4 separate regions of the Mus musculus genome follow, and all the other regions are linked to region 1. A link is a contact called in public HiChIP or PLAC-seq data. All regions are on one chromosome and are shown on one strand. Each heading gives the region's core, a stretch centred on a gene start, on an enhancer-like site or on the middle of the called end of the contact. The rest is flanking DNA. Distances are from core to core; before and after follow the strand shown.

Region 1 (3,271 bases), core at 267-2,766:
CATTGTTGTTCATTATTGAGGGAAGTCAAGGAAGGAACTCAAATATGGCAGAATCCTGGAGGCAGGAGCTGATGCAGAAGCCATGGAGGGGTGCTGCTTACTGGCTTGCTTCCCATGGCTTGCTCAGCCTGCTTTCTTATAGAACTCAGGACCACCAGTCCAGAGATGGCACCATTAACTATGAGCTAGGTCCTTCCCCATTGATGACTAATTGAGAAAATGCCTTACAGCCGGATCTCATGGAGACGTTTCCTTAATTGAGGTTCCTTCTTCTCTCAATGACTCTGGCTCGTGTCAAGTTGCCACAAAACCAGCCAGAACAGTGGGCTTCTTGCAACTAGGAAGTAAACACGCATAACGTACTCATCATATGGTGAATGTCTGTGGTGTGATGTCTCAGAGGTAGAACAGTGCGACTTGGGAAGACACAGCTGACACTGAGGTCAGAAAACAGATGCTAGAACAGATGTAGAGTAAGCAGCCAGAGAACGGAATGGGTATTTATTGAGTTCTACCTCTGTCTATGGAGTCTATGACATGCATGCGCTATTTTATTTCATTCTCACAAAGATTAAAAAAGATAGACACTGCCCATCTCAATTCAGAAAGGGAGATACTGAGACAGAGGCTAGCCAACCTGCTCACATTGAGTAGCCAGCGAGTGATGTCTGTCTGTCTGTCTGTCTGTCTGATGCCAGTAGCTCATTCCACAGCATTTTCTCTAACTGGGAGAGGTGCTGAGGAAGAGACAAGAGGTACTTCCCAGAAGGTGTAGCAGGAAAGAAGTTAGTCACATGGAAAGGGCTCCAGTGGGTTTCTTTCCTCGGTGTATATCTTAGTGAATGTTCATGTTTAAGATAGATCATGGCCACTGGCTGCTTAGTGCTCAGGATACAAAGGGATCGGAATAAGAGGTGATCCTACAGAGGAAATATGGACTTGGATAGGTTTGCTTGTGACCAGTGGGAAGCAAGGATAGTCTGTCTTTCTGCAAACTGATGGTTGCCTGCACCGGCGTAGGAGCCACACAACAGTAGTAGATATTTCTTTTTCTTATTCTCAGTATAGAAATTTCCTGGCCAACATGATCCTTTTTATTTGCAGAAAGTTGGATCCAGGGTATCAGGAACAGAAACTGGAGGTAGAAGCGTGACTTATGGAGCTGTCTCTGCTAGTTGGTATTAACCCTGTTTTCTCATCTCGAACATTCTTTCCAGCCCTGGAGTGTGTAGATTTTTCCTAGCATTGCAGAATTTGACTCAATGCTGTTCAATTATTTGCCCTGTTGAAGAAAATCCCTGGTCCCTCCATTTCAAAGTACAAATTTTGTTCCATGAAGAAGCCTAGCAAATACAAGACTGGAGAGCTGCCACACCGCTCAACCTTCTATCTTGGTAAGCGGGTGTAGCCTCGGGTGATGTGCTCTCTCGTGGGGCAGGTCATACTAGATCCCTGGCAGCCTGTGAATCTCTCCTGTAACCATGACTCCTAAGCCACCTTTGTGTGATTTCTGCAGCCAAGTCATCCTACAGGGCAACGCTCAAACATTCTGCCTTCAGTTTGCCCTTTGTCCTAGCCCTCGGAGCCACCGTGGGAACACACCTGATGAATCATGGAACTGAGCCTACTAGGGAGCTGTGGGTAACAGGAGGCCCTAACAGGGACTTAGGGAGTGTCTGGGTACCCAGTGGACTCAGGGTTCAGCCAGGTTGTGGTAGCCCTCCCGGGCTTGGCTCTTCTCACACTGTTCATGACACTGTCTATTTCTCCTCACAGACCCCATTACCTTCTAATGCCCTCATCCGGTCCCAGGGCTGGGCCTTTCTTCCTAGATATTTGGCTTGGAGCTCCATCATTCTTGCTATGAGTTCCTTCTCTATTGCTCACTCTCATCTCAGACAATCTTGCAGGGGTGGAGGTGTGGAGGTGAGAGGAGCCGGGCCATAGCAAACTGTAGATGAGTCACCTCCCCAGGTTGATGTGGGGAGAAAAAGAATGGGTGGATGTGCTAGGAGGAAAAAATGACACTCAAATGAAGAGTACATCTGAATCAAACATTAGTCACTGGACCCAGGGGAGAAAGATGCCCTCTCCAGGAGGGGCTGTGTGTGTATAGGGCTGTGGGTGGGGATTTTGTTATGGAAAACAGACCAGACAGCATTAAGACCTACCACCCAATGTAACCATTTATTAAGTGTAGTTTAAGAGTGAACTGTAGGTCATTTAGATTCACGAATCAACATTCATTACAGATACCTATCAAATGGAGACTCTGTGTTAAATACAAGTAAAGGAGGCTGCACTAGATTTCATGCTCAAAGAAGGAGCCGAGCCTCTGAAACTTCTGTTGAAATATAGTTTTGGTTCCCTGATATCTAAAATGGCTAAGGCCAACCTGAGGTTAGAATGACACTAGTTTATTAATATAGACCTCCAAGACATGTCAACTTACCATCTGGGGACAGTGGGCCATGGCCCTATAGATGGAGGTCACAGTCACTCTAAGAAAGTTGAGATGGTTTAGAGTGAGTCTCTTTCACAGAAATTCATGCTTTTTGTTTTGCAGGACAGAGGTGGTACCTCACCCTCTCTCCCTTCCTTCCAAGAGACTGGGTCCTTCAGTCTAGTGTTGGCCCTCAGTTCCTCCTTCACAGACGCTGCAATGAACTTGATTTAGTAAGTTACCTGGGCATCCTTTTGTTCTCCTGCAGCTGATCATTTCCTCCAACTCTACCATTCTTTTTTCAATCTTTTCTTCTACGTTCTGCTGCCATTGGCTGCTTTCGGTCCTTCACAGCATCCTCTGCAGTCTCCAGGTTGTCTATTGCATCTGGTATTCATCTTGTCCAAATGTCCCTGATTTGTGCCACCAGGAGGAGGTGATGGATTGAATCCCAAGACCCGCTGCAGCTCCTCCTTAGGGGTTTTCACATGGATAAACATGTGGTCCATGCTTTACGAACTCCTTCCTCCTCCCTTGTCACATGACTGGCCTACATTTCCCCATCCGCTGTGTATTGAGCTGGAGCAGATAACTCGAGTTCTGTGCTGAAGGATGTTCAGAAAATGACTAGTCCCTAAGGAACACCAGCTACAGGCAGACAACAGCAAAGCTGAGTTGAGCTGTCAGCATTGGAGATAAAAGTTTTGGATTCTTGAGGAGGGAAGTTGCCCACCGTGAAGTCAAACTTCTGCCTACATCAGGAGGAGATGCACATGTATATGGAAGTATTTGGCTCTATTTATAACTTTAAAAAATATCCCAGATCAA
Region 2 (3,271 bases), core at 299-2,798, 190 kb before region 1:
GAATAAACTAGGTTCTCTCTTGCTCTATAACCTAGGTTCTCTCTTGCTCTCTCGTATAGACTAGGGCTTCTTTCTTGTAGGCCTTTGAACGGATTGACCCAGGAGGCATAGCACTCCTCCCGTAAGAATCAGCACATTCACCGGAGAGCCCCTCAGACTGGTGGCCTTTCAGTGTGCTTCAGACCAACTCCTCGAAAGCTTGCTTATCAATCAAAGACAGATGGTGCACCGATTTTCAGTCATGCCAGCTGGGTGTTCCGGTAATTCTGCTGCTCAGGGCTTCAGATAGGAAGTTTACTCTGCAAGAAGCTGAGGAAGTACTTAGCATATGCAAGGCTGGGGGGCTGGTCTCCAGCATGGGGTGGGGGGCAGGAAGGAAGTGAGGAAGGAAGAAGGAAGGAAGGAAGGAAGAAAAGAAGGGAGGAAGGGAAGAAAGAAAGGAAGGGGAGGAGAAAGAAAGAAAGGAAGGGAGGGAGGGAGAAATAACAGAAGGAAGGAGGAAGGAAGGAAGGAAGGAAGGAAGGAAGGAAGGAAGGAAGGAAGGAAGGAAGGAAGGAAGGAAGGAAGGAGGGCAGAGAGGTGGGAGGAGGGAGGAAACGTGACGTGGCTTTGTTTCAATATGTTTGTTTCGATGTAAAAGCTAATATGTTTTGTTAAATGTCAAGTTTGAAAAACCCAAGTCCTTCTAAGAAGTAAGAGATGGGGCAGCTTATCGGGTATTCAAACCTCAGTGAGCTGCTGACCAAAGGTCGCCCAGCTTAGGACCCAGATATGTTTTCCCAGCTCGGCTGGAGCTCCTGGGCAGTGCCATTTTCAGTAAGAAGTGGGTGCCTGGAAAAGGACACTAAGATCCCAAACCCCTCCACTTGCCTGGTGCTTACTGGGCCTCAGGGAACTTGTTTCCCTATCTCTGTAATGAGAAGGCTGGACCCGATGGCCTCTGTGACTAACTGTTTTGAAGCTGGCTGGTTCTAGGCATGGCTGTCTGGAGACCACAGCTCTCAGCACTGTAGACCTCGGTCTAGGCTCCTGTGTCTCAAACATGGAGAAAGATGTTTTTAAAGACTGCAACTCAAAGTTCTTCTCCATTGAGGCATTTTCTGTTTCTTTTTTTGGGTCCAACTCAGAAATGCTTCTTGTAGTTAGCGTGTCCGATGGATAAGGAAAACTCCTGGAATCTTACGGATTTTGTCCTTGTTGATGATGCTCTGGGGGGAAGGCCTGTGACCCTAGGAGGATAGTGGAGATGGGATATTTGTGTCCTCTCAGGTCATGAGCCTTTGTTGGTGCTGTCTGGTGGCTTGAGAAAGGTACAACTGAGAGTCTCAGCACAGGGAAGAAAGGGTTCCCAGGCCGAGGACACCCACACGAAGGACAGCTGGCCTTTTCCCGCAGCGCACACAGAGAAAGCTAAGTTTGTGGTTTACCCTCCCTTCATTTTATGGCCCTATGCCGAATTTCATATGTCTAAGTACACACATCAAGTCAGACACTGTTTCTTTCCTGTTATGTACTTAGCCTGACCTTTACAGAGCTTCAGGCAGGAGGAGGCTCCTTAAGGCCTCCCTTCCTGGAAGACTGTTAAGATTAAGGTTTCTTGTGGTTGACTGACACCACAGGGGGCCTGGAGTCTTTTCCTCTCTTTGCTTAATCTCTTCTCTCATGGGGCAGCTGGGCTGTGGACTGAGTAGGGAAGAGCTGGCCCCAAATTCTGCCCTTACATCCAGCAGCTGTGTGACTTTTGTTGATACACCTAATCTAGTCTCTCCACTCAGTGTGGGGTGGGGGGCACAGGGGGAAAGGGGGGCGTGGTGGGGGATCGCTTGACAGCTGTATGCTGAGGTTCCTTCCCCAAAGCTCAACTTCCAGGGTTGGTGAGTCTACAGCCAAGGCTTGTTAGATTCTGTCAATAGTTCCTTCTTACCTGCAAGGTATACAAAGCAGCCACACACGGTACAATGTTTGCCGGATTGTTTTGTATGATAGGGACCTCGAAAAGAGCGTTTCCTTGAATGTTCCTTCTGGTAAGGCCCACTGGGAAATGGGAAGACAGAGGACTGACCAATGGTGATGGCCTCTGACATGAGGCTCCTGTGGTGCCTGTCGTTGGAGTGAACCAGTTCAACTAGACATGGACAGTTTACAAATCTAATGTGTGGACGGGTACTAGAGTCTGCATATTTCTAACCAATGACCGAGTTTGGAAATAAATCATCTATTCATTCCCCTAGCAAAAAAAAAATATTTCTAGCATCTCTCTGCTAATGAATAAACTCTTCAGGGTGGATTTGCACGCTGTCATCTAAATGCTAAGTGCTCCTGGCTGCCAGAGGGGGGTGGCTCCTGACTCATCCCTTAATTAACTTCTCCTAACCAACCCCAACAGATAGATTAGAGTGATGTTGTCCCAAGCTGCTTTTAAGGAAGTATTGTTAGAGTAAATTACTACCAAAATTGTGCAGCAGTGGCCAAGGGTAAATTGCTTCAGCTCTGATTTCTCTTCTGTAAAATGGTGATATTACCCTATAAAGGTCTGTTGTGAAGATTTAAGGAGAAAATATGTGGATACACACACACACACACACACACACACACACACACACACACACCCATACACATATAACAGAACTATTTAAGGTGCACAGCCTTTATACCTTGGTTCCTGTGCACTGTTCTCTTAGGATGGGCGTGCAAAGGAGACACAATGGCAGAGATAAGGAAAGCTGATCAATGGGATGAAAGACTGTTGGAAACCAGGAAGTCTGAAGTCTAAAGGGAGGTAGAGTTACACCCCAGCCTCCTTCTAGAAGGGGGAGGGGGGCCCTTGCAGAATTTAGCAGTACAATAATAAAAGGAAAATTGACAAAAGGAAAGACGGAGAGCATTTTAAAAGTGGGCGTGTGTGTGTGAGTGTATGTGACTGTGAGTGGGTGAGAGTGTGTGTATGAGTAAGTGTATAAGTGTGAGTATGAGTGTGTCTGTGTGTAAGTGTGAGTGTGTCTGTGTGCTCTGTGTGGAGGGGAGGCAGGAACCAATGTTGGATGTCCTGTTCTGTTAGGTTTTCCACCTAACTTTTTGAGTCAGATCCCTCAAACAACTTGGAGTGAACAAATTCAACTGGACCCATGTCACAGCCTGGCTAATGAGCTCTGGAGATCAGTTTGTCACCTCCCCATACACTCAGTGCTGGAGTTACATATGTGTATGCTCGCCCTGGTTTTTAACATGGGTGCTAGGGGTCTGTATTCAGATCTGTATGTTTCTGCAACAA
Region 3 (3,271 bases), core at 487-2,986, 170 kb before region 1:
GGTCAGTAGAAACCTTTCACTCGGCCACGTTTCTCCTAACCAAATCGTTACTAGGTTATTCACTCTCCTCTGTCCTCAAGGTTCCTCTCTCCCCCAGCACAAGAGACAGGAAGAGAAATATCTGCAACACCATTGCTATTATCACCATGGGGATAGTACAGAAGATTCATATGTTCTGAGCCTCAAATTTAGCCCTTTTAGGGTTGGAGAGATGGTTCAGCTTTTAAAGCCGGGCTCATGACTAAACAACAGATTAGCCCTTTTACCACATATTGGAAGCAGGGGGGTTGGGGGCTGGTTATGAGTCAGTCTACTGTGGCGTCCATCTGTATTGTGCACGTCCCCTCACTAGGAACTGGAATTGCTGTCACATTGCATTCAATGCTATTTATAGGTCAGTTTATTTATGCATCAGTTAAGATGCATTCCGTTTCTACACATTTTATTTACATATAGATTTGATTTAGATGGGGAGGTGATAAATACCTCTTCCATTCAACACAAGAAGACCTCTCCCTGAAAAGCAGCGTTATTTGTGTCTCTGAGTTCCCCCCAGAGTTTTCTCTTACCTATATGAATAAGCAAGCTTACATGTTACACACACACACACACACACACACACACACACACACACACACATACACAAAGAAAGAAAGGGAGCCACAATTTGATTTGGTGCTAAAACAAAAAACAAAAATGAAGACCAGAAATAAAGTATCTTTTGGCTTGTGCTTCTTAAAACACATCTACTTGTGTTCTTTTTGTGGGTGTGTGTTGGGGGGTGGGAGTGAAGCTGAGACTTCTACCTTGTCAGAAAAGAGTCTTAAGCTCTTTTTCTCCTCTTCCAGTTAAGAAACAGATATTCCTTTCCGCCCTGATATTACTCTCCCGATTTACTACTGGATGGTAGGGAGGGCAGAGCTTTGGGGCAAAAAGCTGAAATGCAGAGCAGACTGGAGGAGCAGAGGAGAGGCAGCAATCGGATGCCATGGGGGGGGACGGGACTGCACCCTGAGCTGCTCCTAAGCTCACAAGGAAGGCATGTGTCCCTTCAAGAGGGAGACTCCTGACCTCACAAGGTATGATGTTCTTGTAACTCTTACCTTCATCCAGACTCGCACACTGATTCTGCCATTTCTCTGGCCTGTGGCCCAGTGTTTCCCAGCCCCAGCCCCAGCCCCACCCCCACCCCGTGCTTTCTCATTTCCTGGTTGGAAAAGGTGCTTTGTCACAATGTGAAGGACTCAGAAGAGGGGAGCGACTGTGGAGCCGTCAGCCTATTAATTTGTAGTAATTTTAGTGGCAGCAAGAATCACAGAGCTGTGACTTTTTTGGTTTTTAGGGGTTTTTGTTTTTGTTTTTTGTTTTTTGTTTTTTTTTTTAGATTTTTTTGTTTTGTTTTGTTTTCAAAAAGTAATTTACTCTCCTCTCTCACTGATGTTCAGTTTTAGTCAGAATCAAATATACTTCTTCCTCCTCGGCTTCCCTGGGTACTGAATCACACAGGCTTGCTGAAGAGGAAGGGCCAGGAGGGCTCACCCTGGTCCTCTCAATGTATGGGCCCCACACATCTCTCACCAATCTCACACAGACTTTCAGGCCTCAATATCATGGTCAGGAAATATATTTGTTTTTTTTCAGAGAAAAAAAAAAAGGTCCCATGGCCAAGGTCATCTGTTGGTTTCTGGTGGTGTTTGTCATACGGCTTCAAACACGGTGACTCATAGTCACAAGTCTGAATAAACCTACTTGCTATCATTTATTAAAAATGAGTTTCCCATCGCGAGGGAGGCTGACTGACCTGTGTAAATCACGCCCCTGGAGCCCAGGGCTGATGAAATTACACTTAATGACACAGTCTCTGAGATGGCCCAGGTCTGCTATTTCTGTGGTTTCTTTTGATTTCTATTTGTTTTGCTCCACAACAAGGTCCTTTGCTGATGGCCCAGCTCTCAATGGAGGTGCAGAATCATGGAAGATGGGCAAAACTTTCCATTCTTTCTCTCCCTGCTGGAAATGGGCTGTCATGAAGTCATGAGCCCAAAACAAAACAAAACAAAACACAACAAACAAAACAAAACAAAACACCACAACAGCCTTGAGTGTTAGGGATGATTGAAGGTGGCACCCGAACAAACCCAGCTTGATTTTTTTTTCCTCTGGTGACCATCTTTATGGTGGGTGGAATATTCTAGATAAACAGCTGAAGGTCTCTTATACCAGTGGGTCCAGCTGCCCTCAGTAGAGATACCTCAAGGGTAACTCTCCCTACCAGGACCTGGTCTTTTGATTTAAGTTCCATAATCTTTTTATTCTATTTAGGGGAAAAAAAAGTACATAATAATCTAAGCCCCAAGAGGAGACTATCAATTTAGAATATGAAATATAAGCCCCAGCACACAGACGACGATAGCCTATTGACTACTGCATTTCCTCCCTGTAGGCTGGTGTGTATGCACAGCCAATTATAACTGCAAGAAGAGCCTGGTAGAACGAGGCTCAGGGGAGAAGGTGGCGGATTTAAAATGTGCATCCAGTCTTATTTACCCCTTCTCTTATTCTCTAGAGCACATGCATGCGCCCGTGTGTGCAGCAGACTTTCTAAAGCAAAAGAAAACCAGCAGCGTGATAGATGACTGACTTGCTATTTATTACTGTTTTTCACTAAGGATAATAAATATATCTACATGCTAAAAAAAAATTTCAACCAGAAATAAATGAAGTGAAAACAAGAGCCTTGCTTCTAGCTTCATCCCCACTCCCCATGGTTGCCAATGTCCTATGCTTTCCTCCAAAGACAGTTGGCATGTGTTACTGCTTCCACTGTCTGTATGTACAGGCAGTCATATCTGTAAACCCTGTTAGACACCTCACTTTTTTTTTTTTCGAGACAGGGTTTCTCTGTGTAGCCCTGGCTGTCCTGGAACTCACTTTGTAGACCAGGTGGCCTCGAACTCAGAAATCCGTCTGCCTCCCGAGTGCTGGGATCAAAGGCGTGTGCCACCACACCCGGCTAATTTGTTTTAACCAGATGGTATATCTTGAACATCCTTCCAAGATAGCTAGCTATCTTACAACTTTTTGCCAATACAAACCTACCACCAAGAAAGAGGTAACTTGAGGTCTATTTTTAACCTGCCGAGGCTGGTAGGATATCCATCTCTCATGGGGAATTCTCTTGCACATGACATGACCTTATTACCCAATGACTTTCTTCCTAGACTCTGACAACTCTGTCTCCCAGCTGCATGTTGACTTCCTATTTCTCAAC
Region 4 (3,271 bases), core at 542-3,041, 140 kb before region 1:
TTGTGCCGTTCCTCTGTATTTCTATACTTCAACAAACATACTGTCTAGAAGTCCATTCGTCACTTGAGCTAACTTCATGTGGACTCGAGGGATGGATGGAAAGACTGAAGATGAATGTGCTTCATAAAGTCAGAGAGCCTGGAGCAACCCAGCCAGGTGTCACTGCCCAGCTTGGGAGACAACTGGAGATGCTAGGAGTCTCATTTCTTTTTCTGGCTTCCTTTGTGACAATATGCAGCAGCGTGGTAGAAATCCCTATTCTCGGGAGAGTCTTATCCCTTCTGGAGCCCACAGGAAGCTTGCCTGGAATCTCATCCGGCCTCCGGTTCTAACAGCTTTAATCTCCGGGCAGAGCAACACCAGGGGTATACTTTGTTCAGGGAGCATCAGGTGGGTTTCATTTTTAACAGGTTTGTTGATCTTGGCCCTAGCTCTCCAGTGTGGGTAGTGCTGGCTCTAGCCTCCTTAAGCATTGGACATGATTGAAAATCTAACCATACCTGGGGATTCCCCTAAGCGGGGAAGGCACTTTGGTATTTTCACAACAAAATTCTGCCTACTGATTGAGGGGTGGGGGTGGGGAAAGGGCACTGTGGTAGACCCCAGGGAGTTAAAACAACAGGGTTAGCATAATTGGTTTCTGGGCTCTTTGGGAAACACAATTGGGATTACCTATTAAATTCCCTGTATAACTTTTAAGAAGTCTTTTGGATTGTAAATGAAGCAGTTATCAATCTAGTTAGGCAACACAATAACAGGCTTTGGAAGTAAGACTCGGGACAAAGGATGTCATCAAAATGCAAATGGTTTCCCCTGGGTGTGTCCTTATGAAAGGTTTTCAGAAAGAGGGAAAATTGTTCTTTGAGGCTGTGGAAAACTGTCTTGATTATCAAGGCTGAGACAAAGAGGAGACAGGAAGGCTTAGCTGGTTTACTTGTTTTCAACTCACTTAGAAGGTTAGATGTTTAGTTAGTTACCCCTTAGGTAATTGTATTGGTCCCTGGAGGAGCTCATAGCTGGAGCCATCATCTCAGATCTTCTTATTTGAATGAACCCAATCTAAGTTTGAGCTCTGGTGATCCATGCCGGCTAACACAAAACAGGAAGATAAAGTCTGTGCTACCCAGATAATGTGTATTGGGCTGTAAAACCACTTCCTCTCCTCTTATATTTAAATTTATGATCTACCCCCCCCCCACACACACACACACAGAGAGCTAAAGAGGAATTTTGGGGCAGGGGGTAAAAATAAAACTTTGAAATTAATTAAAATAATGGAACAATAACCCCCCTTTCATCTTTCTTCAACGAACTTAGTCTCAGTATTTAATGCCCAAGAGGGTCACTTTAGAAGATGTACAAGGAGCCTGTTCTTAGCATCTTCAGATGCGACTGTAGTTGTGTTTTATAAACCGGCTGCATGAGGATGCTTGGCAGGCCCGACCAAGGTGTTCCCTGAACAACCAAACCATGCGAAGGGCCGAATATAAAAGGGAGTTTATTTGGGACCTGGAGAAGGGGAACAGAGAAGGACAGAAAGAGAGGAGAGAGGAAGAGGGGAAGATCGAGGACACGTGAGAAAAGAGAGAGATGGAGATTGCAGGGAGAGGGAGGAAAGGGGGAGGGGGAAAGGGGAAAGGAGGGAGGGAGAGAGAGAGGTGAGAGGAGAGAGAGAGGGAGAGGGAGAGGGAGAGAGAGGAAGAGAGGAAGAGGAAGAGAGGAAGAGGCTCTACCTGGCCATTGTTCGGTGACTGTTGGGCGGAGACTCCAGGAAATGCTAACGGTGCTAAGGTACTTGGAGGCGGTACATTATTACATTCTGGAGCAAGCTGACAGTTTCTCACACCGAGCCAAGTTGGTCACAGCAGGTTTGGTTTCAGAGAGTGTCAGACAGCGTGAACAGATGGACAGTCCCTTGAGACAAAGTGAGGGGCGTTCGAGTAGCTCAGAGACATGCGGCTCTTCAGGATGCCGATCCTGTATCAGCCCTTTCCTCTGCTTCAATCCCCCAGACACTGTTTAAAACTTGCTTGAGGAAGTCAGTTCATCTGGAACCCCGGTAGCAATCCTTCTAAGCTTAGTTGGAGTGCCAAAACTCTTCAAGAAAAAAAAATACATTTTTTGAAAACACAGAGTGGGTCATGAATTTGTAGCATTTGAGATCAGCACAGTGTTCTTATTCGGCTCTATACTGTTCTCTGAGTAGCAACTTTGCATGACAGCTTGGACTCTGACAAAGTCACTGATTAAAGGTATAAACACCCTTGGCAATAACAACCAGCCAAACATTCTTTACTCATCAAAAGCAAAACCAAAATGCATCAGAATCATGGAGAGCCTTTGGGGACAAAAGGGACTTGGTAAAGAACCCACACTGCTTTTTTTTTTTTTTCCTTATGGGTTAAGATTCAGACATGTCCCACCCACTTTACCTTTTGACATTTCATCTACAAAATTCACACTGAAGAACCAAAATAATTTGTCAGACCCAACCCCCTCACCCTGCCCCATAATGTTTTAAGTAAGTTTACAATATGACATGGGCTTCCTTCATCAATATCCTCCTGTGCAGACGTCTCATGGGAGCCAGGCAGAATGGAGTTGGTCTCTTCTGGTTTATGGTTTCGATCTGTGCAAATACACTTCTCTGCACCAATCCTTAGCTCTTCTGGGCATGGAGACCTAGTGAAGCATGGAAATTATAAAAAAGAAGACAAAAGCCGGACAGTGGAAGCACACACCTTTAATCCCAGCAGAGGAAGGCAGAGAGAGCCAAGAGGATCTCTGAGTTCGAGGCTATCCTGGTTCACAAAGTTCCAGGACAGCTAGGGCTACATAGAAAGATTCTGTCTTGAAAAACCAAAAATAAAGAAGAAAGAGGAGAAGATGAAGGAGGAGGAGAAGGAGAAGGAGGAGGAGGAGGAGGAAGAGGAAGAAGAGGAGGAGGAAGAAGAGGAGGAGGAGGAGGAGGAGGAGGAAGAGGCTCAACTGATTTATCATGATCGTATGTGCTTGGAATCTCAGCACCTAGAAGGAAGAGGCAAGGAGACTTTGAGTTAATCACTAACCTGGGTTACAACAACAACAACCAAAACAAAACAAACCACCTTGGTTCTGGTCTAATTCTATTACAAAATATTACGGAGAGATGGAATGAGCTCAAAGGGTTTGTTCACAAAAGTTTCAAGGAGAAGGGCAGGATGGGGGGCATTCTTTGTATGTGGCGGGAAGCGATCATGGGATTCAGCTTTCAAAAGTCACACTTATAGGC

What was found. HiChIP or PLAC-seq counts read pairs in DNA pulled down with a chosen protein or histone mark.
Region 2: an HNF4G HiChIP or PLAC-seq map of pancreatic cancer cells shows a contact between it and region 1. The contact joins two enhancer-like sites. A contact is called at or near these places in 3 of 484 Hi-C or Micro-C datasets (bone marrow-derived macrophages, memory CD8 T cells and nephron progenitors) and 3 of 115 datasets of contacts at active chromatin or transcription factors (CD8 T cells, embryonic stem cells and pancreatic cancer cells).
Region 3: a CTCF HiChIP or PLAC-seq map of CD8 T cells shows a contact between it and region 1, with 11 read pairs. The contact joins two enhancer-like sites. A contact is called at or near these places in 1 of 15 datasets of contacts at CTCF or cohesin (CD8 T cells), 3 of 484 Hi-C or Micro-C datasets (Th1 cells, embryonic stem cells and nephron progenitors) and 4 of 115 datasets of contacts at active chromatin or transcription factors (CD8 T cells, Th17 cells, extraembryonic endoderm stem cells and 1 more).
Region 4: a BATF HiChIP or PLAC-seq map of CD8 T cells shows a contact between it and region 1, with 6 read pairs. The contact joins two enhancer-like sites. A contact is called at or near these places in 4 of 484 Hi-C or Micro-C datasets (the C10 cell line, CD8 T cells, Th1 cells and 1 more) and 2 of 115 datasets of contacts at active chromatin or transcription factors (CD8 T cells and Th17 cells).

The regions. Positions count from the first base shown.
Region 1 is chr8:34,589,881-34,593,151 of GRCm38.p6, reverse strand. It overlaps B930018H19Rik (RIKEN cDNA B930018H19 gene), which reads left to right. Exons shown (of 5, transcript NR_040706.1): 4 at 1,218-1,394; 5 at 2,567-3,271. Among named protein-coding and RNA genes, the nearest start is that of Gm46068, 6.5 kb to the right of the region's middle. Within about 2 kb of position 1,516, at least 39 of the 459 cell types and tissues checked have an H3K27ac peak or open chromatin away from gene starts, as enhancers often do. A contact at or near this core is called in CD8 T cells, Th1 cells, Th17 cells and 2 more, where this site is marked.
Region 2 is chr8:34,780,393-34,783,663 of GRCm38.p6, reverse strand. No RefSeq gene overlaps it. Among named protein-coding and RNA genes, the nearest start is that of Dusp4, 26 kb to the left of the region's middle. Within about 2 kb of position 1,548, at least 42 of the 459 cell types and tissues checked have an H3K27ac peak or open chromatin away from gene starts, as enhancers often do. A contact at or near this core is called in CD8 T cells and pancreatic cancer cells, where this site is marked.
Region 3 is chr8:34,759,201-34,762,471 of GRCm38.p6, reverse strand. No RefSeq gene overlaps it. Among named protein-coding and RNA genes, the nearest start is that of Dusp4, 47 kb to the left of the region's middle. Within about 2 kb of position 1,736, at least 71 of the 459 cell types and tissues checked have an H3K27ac peak or open chromatin away from gene starts, as enhancers often do. A contact at or near this core is called in CD8 T cells, Th17 cells and regulatory T cells, where this site is marked.
Region 4 is chr8:34,730,376-34,733,646 of GRCm38.p6, reverse strand. No RefSeq gene overlaps it. Among named protein-coding and RNA genes, the nearest start is that of Gm46069, 42 kb to the right of the region's middle. Within about 2 kb of position 1,791, at least 45 of the 459 cell types and tissues checked have an H3K27ac peak or open chromatin away from gene starts, as enhancers often do. A contact at or near this core is called in CD8 T cells and Th1 cells, where this site is marked.